3 separate regions of the Mus musculus genome follow, and regions 1 and 2 are each linked to region 3. A link is a contact called in public HiChIP or PLAC-seq and promoter capture Hi-C data. All regions are on one chromosome and are shown on one strand. The core of a region is the stretch at or near the end of the contact, and the rest is flanking DNA. Distances in the headings are between cores, read along the strand shown.

The links. Promoter capture Hi-C pulls out the DNA fragments that hold promoters and counts their contacts. HiChIP or PLAC-seq counts read pairs in DNA pulled down with a chosen protein or histone mark.
Region 1: a contact with region 3 is called in a promoter capture Hi-C map of hematopoietic stem and progenitor cells, with 2.2 times the contacts expected there. The contact joins the promoter of Fam166c here to the promoter of Dpysl5 in region 3. A contact is called at or near these places in 14 of 39 promoter capture datasets (the 3T3-L1 cell line, the C10 cell line, cranial neural crest and 8 more) and 1 of 9 other capture datasets (macrophages).
Region 2: an H3K4me3 HiChIP or PLAC-seq map of embryonic stem cells shows a contact between it and region 3, with 21 read pairs. The contact joins the enhancer-like site here to the promoter of Dpysl5 in region 3. A contact is called at or near these places in 2 of 39 promoter capture datasets (the C10 cell line and macrophages), 1 of 15 datasets of contacts at CTCF or cohesin (pro-B cells), 21 of 484 Hi-C or Micro-C datasets (B cells, the Ba/F3 cell line, the C10 cell line and 13 more), 5 of 115 datasets of contacts at active chromatin or transcription factors (all in embryonic stem cells) and 4 of 9 other capture datasets (adipose tissue, embryonic stem cells, liver and 1 more).

The regions. Positions count from the first base shown.
Region 1 is chr5:30,463,795-30,467,534 of GRCm38.p6, reverse strand. Fam166c (family with sequence similarity 166, member C) reads right to left here and starts at 1,458. Exons shown (of 4, transcript NM_029285.1): 1 at 1,351-1,458. The coding sequence starts at 1,424.
Region 2 is chr5:30,848,700-30,852,530 of GRCm38.p6, reverse strand. It overlaps a transcript of Mapre3 not described here. Among named protein-coding and RNA genes, the nearest start is that of Mapre3, 11 kb to the left of the region's middle. Within about 2 kb of position 2,115, at least 107 of the 459 cell types and tissues checked have an H3K27ac peak or open chromatin away from gene starts, as enhancers often do. A contact at or near this core is called in the HL-1 cell line, adipose tissue, embryonic stem cells and 3 more, where this site is marked.
Region 3 is chr5:30,709,347-30,713,142 of GRCm38.p6, reverse strand. Dpysl5 (dihydropyrimidinase-like 5) reads right to left here and starts at 1,579. Exons shown (of 13, transcript NM_001356948.1): 1 at 1,141-1,579.

The DNA of each region.
Region 1 (3,740 bases), core at 209-2,708, 250 kb after region 3:
ACTGTTATGAATCATAATGAATGCATATCTGATACGCAGTGTGTGTGACACGTGACCCCTGTGAAAGGCTCGTTTGATGCCCTCAAAGAGATTGAGAGCTACAAGTTGGGACCCACTGCTGTGGAGGAGTAAAAGAAATAAAAGAGCAATGTCTGATGTCACAGCTCATGACAGACAGCTAGAGTGTGGAAAACCCACTGCTGGCCTTGGCCTCAAAGATGAGTTTGAACTAAATCTTAAGTATTTACATGAGTAAGGGGGACCTGTGCTGTGCTCCACCAGGGCTCAGCGTAGATAGTGGGGACTTATAGACTTCTATAAGTCTGGTGCCATATAGACTTCTAATGCCAGCACTTGGGAGGCCGAGGCAGGGGCATCAAAAGTTCAAGGACAGCCTAGCCCATAGCCTGAGCTCAAGGTCAGCCCAGGTAACTTCCTGAGACTCTCTGTCTCAAAATGTAAAGAAAATCTAAATAGAAGGCTGGGATCCCTCTGGGGTCATCCACCCCCTTTTGTCTTTGTTCCTTTGGGGTGCCTATAACACCTGGCACATGCCCCATGAACACTCAATGTCTTTTCCAAGTGAAGAAGCAGTGGGTAGCCAAGCCTCACGGCCAGCTGATCCAACATGCCTGGCTGGCTTTGGGGAAACTCTATGCTTTGTAAACCACCTTTGTCTGATGGGTCCCATCCACCACCGACATGCCAGATTGGAACTAGAGCCCCAGACTCTGGGGGCAGATACTTCCACACGTACTGTTTCTGAAAATGATGGTAACAGAGAGCCCCTCGGTGCCCTGCTTCTTCCGCGGGAAAACACATCGAATTTTATGTAAAATGCACTGTGTTCTGTCGACGCTGGTGGTTTTTTCATCCCGTAGCCTGCTCAGTTTGCAGAAAAAAGTATGTATAAAAATCAGGTGGCTAGTGTACTCTACCAACTGTCACATACGGCCCTGCCAGATTCTGCTAGGCATGCCCACCCGGCGTCAATCCCTCCTTCCTGGAAAGCCGGGCACTCCCAGCTCCTTCTCACATTCTTTGTGAACCAGGCTGCTTGCTCCAAGCACACACATTTTCACGGTCTCTCTCTCCCTCAGTCTGGCCCCATCCATAGCAAGTGGGCTAAGTAAGTCTCAGACATCCACTTCTTCAGCCCCACCACCTGCCAGTCTGTTGTTACAGCAGAAAGACCATGAAAGCCAAGAAGGAAACACTGGCCAGTGGGGTTTCTTGGAGCCCCCAGATCCAGAGGGCGGAGCCTCGGCGTCCCGCAGGTGTGTGCAGAAGGGAGGAGGGGGAGAGCTCTGACCCGCAAGTTCAGGTGTGTCAGGGTGCCTAGCAGCTTACCCGGGCATGAGAGCTGGGGGCACGAAGGCGGCATTAAATTCGGTCATTAGTGTGCCCGCGCTACGGAAGGCCATGGTGGGTGCTGCGAGCCCCGGCGCGGTGGCTCGGCTCAGCCCTGCGGTAAACAGCCAGCTGGTCACCCGGCAACCACATGCCTGGCAACCCGAGTTCGTTCTGGGACAGTGAGTCCTCTTTGCTGTGCGCTCCCTAGACCTTCTCTGTCTATCAACCCGGAGAAGACGCCGCCCCATCCTCACAAGGTTACTGTGTGGCTCCCCCAAGGGTCCCTGGCATCCAGTTTAGGTGTTCATATCTACTGGAGATATGGTGTGGAGATAAAAAAGCTGGATCGATCCTGAAGAGGCTATCATTTGATCCCATTTGGATCACGAGGGTTCCCTCCACCCACGGAACTCGGGGAAGTGGCTCTATGGCTGACCTCACTTCATGTGTGGGTTCCCACCCCTGTCATTTCAATGTTCACTAATTTTCTCATTAGTTTCTCCTTTCTCCCCTTGAACTTCCTTCTTCCCACATTTCTCAAATAGGGTGACTCTGGCCTGTAATCCCATCATCAGAGGCTGAGGCAGGAGGATTGCTAGTTTGAGGACAGCCTGGGCGACTTGATGAGACACTTTCTGGGGCAGAGGAGGGACAGGAGGAGAAGGGAGGAGTGCCTGTTACAGTTTGAGTCTGTATATCCCTCACACACTCACATTTTGAGCCTTGTTCCCTGGTGGGTGTTACCTTTAAGACACAGAATCTTATAGGGGAGAGCCCTGGCTGGTCTAGCGGGTTACTAGGGGCCACCCTTGGAAAGTTAGTTCTTGGTTCTGGCTTTGCAGTTTTCTGGTCATTGAGATGCGAAAGGAGCTGTTTTCCATGCCTCCCCACAAGGATGGGTTGAAACCATTGTCTTAAATAAAGTTTGGTTCCCTTAAGTTGCTTACTGCACTATTTTGTCGGGGTAGAAGTAACTGGGACAGTCTATGGTTTATATTTGCCTCAGGTACCGTAGTTCATTCTGCCCAGAGATCTGTAGTGTGAGGTTTCCCTTCAGCCATCAAAGCCCTGAAGTCCACTTGAGGTTTGCTTTACATAAACTGTCTCCTCCATGAGCTAGGCAAATCTAGGTCCTGTCAAGCAGCCAGCCGATATTAACCATCATGTGGTGGGTCTCTTCCCCTCAGCTATTCCTCGGGTAGAGGCATCACCCGCACAGCTGGAACCTGTAAATGGCAGCCGATGAAGACCACAGTCACTAATGAACTCACAGGATGCCATCACAATCAGAACTCTCCAGAGATGTCCTCTAACAGATGCCAGCGATTCTAGGCTGTAGGGAGCATATGTTTGTAAGAGGTGCTTGCGCGCGCGCGCGCGCACACACACACACACACACACACACACACACACACACAATCAGAATGGCTGAAGCTTAGTGTGGCCAAGAAGCCACAGGTGTGGGCGTAGTGACAAATCAGTGAAGGAAATGTGCAGTCATATCTACTGTTTCCCAAGTTGCCTCAGGGCACATTTGCTTCACTAAGAAAAATATTAGGCAAAGTTGTGTTTAAAAGGTGACCATGGCTCTAATGTGACATACTCCAGGAAGGCTTTGAATGACCCCACTCCACTAGGTGAAGCCCTCACTTCCTCTCCATTCTCGGCCTCCCAGTCGGTCCAGTTTGCAGACCGCCTTCTGTGCACTCTGGACCACAAGCCCTCTGCCTATTCTGGGTGGACTCTGCATTGGCACCTGGTGTAGCTGGTAGAGTCATGCTATGCTAACTGGAATTGCTGTCGTCTTTGAGACGGAGAAACTGGGATTTGACAAAGCTTTTAGGGCTGCTCCGTAGGACTTCCCTTCAGCATGTGCAGGGCTGTAAGAGGCTCCATGAAACTCACCCTTTAGAGTAGAGAACCAGGGGACCCTTGAGGAGAGGGCTGCTAAGTACCACCGAACCTTACAGACAAAGATGAATTTGTGTCATTTTAAAGGGACATTAACTTTGGTTTTAATTTTTTTTTAGATATTTTCTTGCATTCAATGTATGCATTTTTGAAGAATTTTCTAACTCAATATAGTTAAATATACATCAGAAAGGGGAGCGGAAACTGAGGAGAGAGAGGAAAAAGAAAGTACAGAGAAAACTAGGGCTGAAAAACAGGGAAGGCTCTTGGATGTCTGAGGTTACTCCACTGAGGGATTCTGAGGGATGCTATGCTGTGAACGTCTAGTACCTTCTCTCTTTAAACTTTCAAACCTGCTTATTACATCTATCTATCTATCTATCTATCTATCTATCTATCTATCTATCCATCCACCCACCCATCCACCCATCCATTATCTATCTATCTATCTATCTATCTATCTATCTATCTATCTA
Region 2 (3,831 bases), core at 866-3,365, 140 kb before region 3:
TAGTTAACTCATTGTTTTCTGACCCTGACTTTGATCAGGGTCCCGAGGAGGCAGAGGGCAGGGAGAGGCTTGGTTTTCAGTTCTTTGCTGCCTAGTTGCCAAGGTTCTTGGCAGGAAGACAAGAGGGGGGTCTTGGGGAGCTAGCACCCTTCTCTTCCTTGTTATTGTGGGCCTGGGAACCTGGTTTCTGGACTTAGCAACAGCTGCTAAGTGTGACTCTGTTAAGTGGTAAGAGAGGTATTAAAAAGGTGGTTTTCTGTTCTTTTTTTTCTGTGTCCACTCCAAAGGAGTGCTGCTGGCTATAGGTAGAGAGGAAATGTCAGCTTGGTATCTGGCTACATTTACAGTATAAAGTCTTGGGACTCTCAGCATAGATTTGAGCCTTCCCAGCAGTAGAGAGAGCAGTTATCCAGGCTATTCAGAGAAGGGTTTCAGGATGGGTCTGGAGAAGAACCTGGCTAAATTCCAGGAGTGCCTTTCCTCCTAGCAGGTTCAGGGGGGCAGATAGCTGGCCCATCAAAGATGGCCTAAGGACAGGAGATGCTGGGACAAGTTGGGAAGAGAACTTTCCTCTTTCCAGAGCCCTACTGGGTGTGGCATATCCTTGGTGGCTCTCCATGCTTCCAAAGCCTGTGCATGTCTCTGGGGACACAAACAAACCATGTTCTTTTATGTTCCTTTAAAACTGTATTTGGGCTGACAACATGGCTCAGTGGATAAAGGTGCTTGCAGCAAAACACTGATGACCTGAGTTCAGTCCCTGGGACCCACATAGTGGAAGAAGAAAACCAACTCTTCCAAATTATCCTCTTGATTTCTACATATGCCATGGCATCACACACACGCGTGCACACACGCACAAGTTAAAAACCAAACAAACCAGATCACCTCTTCTGATATGAGGCCTAAGGTGGTCTGTGTCAAGTTCTTGGCCTTCTCTGATGCTGGGTTTTATGAAATGATCAGTATGTTTCTTCTGGCCCTAGCCTCAGCCCCTTCTATTTTCTTCCTTCCTTCCCTCCATTCAGTGTCCCTTAGAATTCTCCCAGTTTTATCCCCTTCCCCCTGACAGGGGACAGACTGCTCATTATCTCCAGCTTTCTACAAGACAGCCTTCCATAAAGCTGTCTAGCACACACTTCCGACTCAGTTCTGTTTGAGTCTGGCTTCTGTCCAGCTGGTCATCATTCCAAATTCACTCCACCCTCTGACCCTCTTAAAGGACTAATCTCAAATGGAGACTGACCCCACAAGAAGGATGCACACTGGTGAGATCCCAGAAGGCATGCCTACCTTCCTGCTGTGTCTCTCCTGGCTTATCACAGGCCTTGAAATGGCCGCTGGGAGCACCTCTCATTTCTCGCCCCAAGGCCTTAATCACCAAGTAAGTTCTGAATGTGAAGAAATGAAGGCTCTGGATCCAAGAGATTTGGCCAAGATCATGATCAGTCACTGATAAAGTTAGGGCTGAGCCCAAGCCTCTGGACCCCAGGTTAGCTCCTCCCATCACATCACACTGACAGGAGAGGGCCCATGCTTGCATAGCTGCAGTGCAGAATGTTGCTCTCTAGTTTCACTCTGAGTAAAAGGAGGAAGGCATTCCAGAAGTTTCTTCTTCTTCTTCCTCCTCTTCCTCCTCCTCCTCTTTGCCCTCCTCTTCTCTCTCTCCCCTTCTGTCTGTCTGTCTCTTTGTCTTTGTCTCTGACTCCCTCACTCTGGTCTACAGTTTCAGTCAGTTTTACTTGCAGCCAGCAGCATGTGTTGACAACTGACTCACAGTGAAGCCCCCTTGCTGCCCTGGCATCGTTTTAAGGCGTGGTCTTGTCTTTAAGGAGTCTTTGGCTTGGTTAAAGACATAAAGCCATTCCTAAAAGAATCAGGCACATTATCACCAGAACAGTACCCCTGGCTTCCAGGCAACCCAGTACAATAGGAAGGAGGGGTGGGGGCTAGGGAGGCAGCAGTTCTCAGGGAACGTGGTCCATGGTTTGGGCCTGTAAAAAGGACAGGGTGTCAGAGAGGAGTGAAAATAGGGAACTTGGGGCATGGGAAGCATGTTTCCTGCCACTTTCATTTAACTGAGTGAGCATGAGACCTGTGACTAAGTCCTGGAGGAATGTTAGGGTGTGCCAACAAAGGAGAGGAGGCTGGGCCAGGTGGAGGAGTCTGAGGAGCCAAGGGAGGGGCTGGTGTTCAGGAGTAGGGCGGCCATCCAGTTAATGATCTGACCAGAACGTAATGGCATGGCCATTAGACTGCACAGGAAGGATGGAGGAATGCTGAGTCCCTCTGCGGGACTGTAGGGACACAGGTTGACCTGCCTGTGGGACTGTGGAATGCAGCCTAGACCCTCAAGTGACTGGGGAGTCCCAGCCAGACGGAGTTTGTCATCAAGGCACTTGTGTCTGCAGCAGACAAGGGAATGGCAGCCTATGGAGCAGTAGAACCAGACTTCCTCAGTTAAAAGTCCAAGTGCAGTGCAGATTAAATGTAGACTTGTACTCCTTGGTCTGATATTCTCCACGTTCCTTCAGAACTCATGATCTACCCACACTAAATCATTTCTACATCTATGTGCAAGGAGGCTCAGGAGTTGGGGGGCATATCTCCTGAAACTTTAAACACTAGATCAAGAAAAAGAGGAAGAGGAAGGAGAGTCACAAGTTCAAGGTTTGCTTGGGCAACTTATTAAGACTGTTTCAAAATAAGGAAAACACAGGAAGGAAGGAAAGAAGGAAGGAAGGGGGAGGGAGGTAGGGAAGAAAGGATGGATGGACAGGGCTGAGGCCGGGAAAGGGCATCAGGTTCCCTGGAGCTGCAGCTCTAGGGGCTAGGAACCACCTGACAGAGGTGCTGGGAAACAAACCAGGGTCCTCCTTAAGACAACAAGCATTCCCAACCCCAAGCCATCTTTCCAGCCCAGAAAACAAAGCTTTGAGTACTAATTGAGTGTTTAGTTTAGCTGTTTGGTTCATTAGAAACCCCTTTGATTTAAGGAAAGTGGAAGAAGACAAGGAATAAATGAAAGTGATTGCCAGGACCACAGAAGAGAATCCACCGAATTCCTCAGCTAACATTCCATTGGTGACAACCGAAGAGTGTACTGTGCACACACAGGACTGCATGCTGGCCACTGTGCAAGGCATGCAGCCTACAGGAACCATGAGAGACAGGCTGGGCACTGGAGGAAACCCTAGTAATGGTGAGGAACCTGACGGGAGAGAATGACAAGGGAGACACACTCAGCTGACTGAGCCTCTCTCTGCTTAGAAGCTTCAGAGGAAAGGCTGAGTTTGACCAGGGTTAGAGGCAGGGACATGAGTGAGGGAGAGGGTGGACTGCCAAGAGTCTCCCCAGCATGCATGTGTAGGTCAAAGGGAGGACTAAAAAGGCCAACACACAGCACCAGAAACTCTGGATGCCATGGCCAAGGGGAACATTCACAAAAGAATTTTTATTCCTGTAAAATTTTTGTGTGTGTGTGACTATGATATATTGTTATGTAACATTATGAAAGTAGCCAGGCAGTGGTTATGCACACCTTTAATTCCAGCACTAGGGAGGCAGAGGCAGGTGGATTTCTGAGTTTGAGACCAGCCTGGTCTACAGAGTGAGTTCCAGGACAGCCAGGGCTACACAGAGAAGCCCTGTCTCAAAGAAAAAAACAAAAAACAAAACGAAAGTACCAGTACCGATACTATTATAGTTCCACAGCAGCACTCCCCCACACCGGAAAGCATTACAAGTGATCACAGCATTTAGAAGTTCAACTCAGCATACAACTTTCAAGTGTGTATGTTATGCTTCCTACGAAATACCAAAGGAATTCCA
Region 3 (3,796 bases), core at 330-2,829:
CGAGCCAGCCCAGCCTTGTCGGGGACCCGCCACCCGAGCTCTCTGGCCCAGTCCAAGGACCACGCCCAGCCAGACCAAGCCCAAACAGCGACTGGCCTAAAGCTGGAGTCTTCAGGCGAAGACTCTTCCCTCCTCAGCTGCCTGCCCTACCCCGATGGAGAGCCCCCCACCCCCTTCATGAGGAAGACCCATCCCCTGTACAGCCTCAGTCGCCTTCCCATGCCTGTCTACTCTCCCCAAACCCGGGAGGTCTCCACCCTCCCTTCATCTCCCCGCCCCTCTTCATTCTTCAGAGCAGCCTCGCCTCGCGCCACCTGCGCGAAGCTTCAGACCCGCCTCCCACCCAATTGTCAGCCCTTCCCAAACCACAGCCTCCTCCTCCAGATTCGATCACCTGTCCCCACCCATCTCCCCCTTTCTGCTCAAATCCAGGCCTCCACGCCCGTTTGTTCCAGCCATCTCCCCAGGCCCGGGGCATCGATATCCCTCACCCACCAAGATAGATGCTGCGTGGCAGACTAGGCGACATGGCTCCAGCGGAGGGACCTAGCGCCGCGCCGCCAGGGGCTGGGCAGATGCAAGAGGCCTTTGTGGTTTCGGCAGGTGCCTCTAGGGCCTCTGCTCTGCTCAGGGAACAGAGGATACAAACGATGGGGTTAGGACCACGTTAGGCAGATATCAGACCAGAGGCGCAGTTGGTGGGAACTAGGGACCGCGGCGATCCAGGGACGTACAAGAGGACAGGTCCGGCCACCACAGAAACACTCCCCTACACCCCACCTTTTAGCCATTTACTGCACGTCGACCAGCTACGGCTGCGCGACTACTGGGTGCTAGGCGTGAATCCCTTCAACTTAGCTGCCTCCTTATTCTAGCTATTTGTAAATCTTTCCAGCACACATTAATGCCTTAGGCGTCGCAAGTCACCAAGCCGAGTTCTGTGGGACTACAAAGACCCAGACTTGCGCCCCACCTTAGTCCGGATCTGCCTGAATCCTCAACATCTCTTTCATCGGCTGGAGGAGCCTAGGCGCAACCCAATTCCCTCCCTTTTGTGAGCCTCAGGGAGAAACTGAAAGAGGGGTGGATGTTGCAGCCCGGAAAGATCAAGCCCACCACCCTCCCCTTGCCATCACCCACTGCTCCAGGATGATGCGATTGTGCGGGTCCGTCGGTCGGTCTCTGGGTCTCGCCGCGGCGCGGTAGCTGCGGTTGCACGGGGCGGGAGCGGCTGCTAGCGCGCTCTCTCGGTGGCTGCCTTGCGCGCCTGGAGCGGAGTCCCGAGTGGCGAGCGGGGGTGGGGACGAGGGTGGGGGCGGGGAGCCGCCTGGGCCAATCACGGATCCGAGGGCTCCGCCCCAAGTGCTCGCCACCTCGAGCTAGCAGGTTAGGCGGAGGCGGGACCAGTAGCGCCCCGCGTCCTCCGCGTTGCCGCCGCCTTTGGGACTACAAATCCCGACAGTCCCTTTTGCAGGCCCCGGGTCCGAGAAGGGACAGAGGGCATGGCCCCAGGACCTCGACAACCCCCAGCCATCTAAGCGCCATTCTCAGCGTTCCTTTCTGGTCCCATGGTAACTAGCGACACTTCACAAAGCCCAGGCGCTGGGGCGGTATGGCTCGAGTCCCCTGGGAGGGTATAGGGCGTCTCCGGAGGACACATCGCCTCCCCTCCTCCTGCAAGACCCCACCCGAGGGGCTGAAACAATGCGGTGGCGGGGTCTCTCCGAGGCTGCGGGTTCCCAGTTGCGCCATCGGATTAGCGTCCTACCGAGTCTGAGACTGATGGGATTGCAGACTGTAGAGGGCGAGGTGGTCAGTACAGGAACACTGTTCTCATAGACCAAGGGAACGGCCACTCTGGGCGCCTCACTTCGCACCTTCTTTCTCTTGAGGTATTGAAGCCACCGTCTTTTCCAGAGCAGCGCTTGGACGTCGATGTCCAGCGCCCAGGTCCTATCCTATTTTTGACATCTCCTTTAAAAGAAAGTGTGTGTGTGTGTGTGTGTGTGTGTGTGTGTGTGTGTGTTTTAAACTCATTTCACATCAGCACCACCATCTTTATTTCCGGGTTGCTGTTGTTTTGACGGTTTTATTAGGTAGCCCCCTGCTAGCCTAGAATTTGAATTGAACCTCCTGCCTCTGCCTTCCGAATAGTGGGATTACAGATGTTCACCGCCACACCTTGTCCAGTTTCACCATTTTAGTACACAGTTGACTTAACCACAAACGATCCTGTAAATGGAGCGAGACAGTTCTTTTTCCTTAACTAATTTATGGCTCAGGCCTTTCCCTGAGCTCCGTGTTAGTCTGTCATTATTGTGACAGCTTAAATATAGCTTCAGAACTTGAATCTCTTCACTTGATGTCACCCCAATGGTGTTGCAAACCCGTGTGGAAATGCAGCATTAATACTGCCCCCGCCCCTGGATTCCTGGGGATCTACAACTGCTGTTGAAGAAGTTGGTTCTTTCCAGGGCTTCCCTCAGTTCCGGGGGTGGAGACGGGGGTGTGAGTCCCTTGGCTGCTTTCCTGAAGTGCTTTTCTCTAAGGCTATTTTCAAAGAAAATCGTACTTTATAACTTCGGGTGGAGGGAGCAGGATCCTCTGAATTTTAACAAAATGTACAGCCTGCACGTTAAGCTCCAGTCCTCCAAATGTGGGTCCCACTGGGTCATGTGCTCTGTGATCCACTCCTGGATGCGTTTAGGGCCACACAGGCGTGCCCCTAGGGGGTGCGGGGTTACTACATTTGGTCTCCAATTCTTTTTTTTTTTTTTTTTTTTTTTTTTTTTTTTTTTTTTTTTTGGCTTTTCGAGACAGGGTTTCTCTGTGTAGCTCTGGAACTCACTCTGTAGTCCAGGCTGGCCTCGAACTCAGAAATCCGCCTGCCTCTGCCTCCTAAGGGCTGAGATTAAAGGCGTGTGCCACCACCGCTTGGCTGGTCTCCAATTCCACTCTAAGAGTGGATTTTTTTTTTTTTTTTTTCTGGTAGTAAGCTTGTGCAAAGAACCTCCAGACAAGCTTAGATGGCCATCCTCAAAACACTCCTAATACCAGTGAAGGGTGTGTGTGTGTGTAAATTGCTCCAGTTGAAGGCCCTGTCTAGTCTCCCCAAACTGTCCAGGGAAATTTTTGCAAAATGCATTGCGCCCCTCTGGAACACCCAGCTAGCTCCGAGCAACGAGGGCCTCTGATGAACTTTTGCCTAAGGTGGAGGGAGCCCTCTAGTGGCCAGAATCGTTTTCTGCAGTTTTCAGTTGCGTTCCTAATCTCCAGCCTACCTACCCCCGCCCCCTCTCCCCCCCCACACCCCACCCCCGACTGCTTGCTAGTTAGCATTCAACACTGATAAAGATCCTACCCAAGCCTGAGGTTTCACGTACCCTCAGTACTTGATTTTTAGAGTTTAAAAAGAAATTTAGAACTTAGAGTCCCCTATATGTGGATTGGAATCCTTGTTCCTGACACATGACAGCTTCTTGACTTTGGCAAAGCCCATCCTGAGTCTTTGCTTCTTCACACCCCTCCCACAATCACCATGCATTTCAGGAGGAAATCCGTATAAAACTCACAGCCCACTGCCGAGCGTACACAGTGCACACTCACAAGTGTAACTATTATTAATTTCTTCCAAGTTGTAGAACAATGGGAGGGATGTAACAAACATACGGACACTGTAAGAATAGCCACAAAAGTCTGTTTGGTGTGGCTTTCTATTCAGCTCATTTGTAAGGTCAGATAAAAGTAGAGGAAACCAGAAGAAACGGGTTCTGAAACCATCGCCGTGGGATGGAGG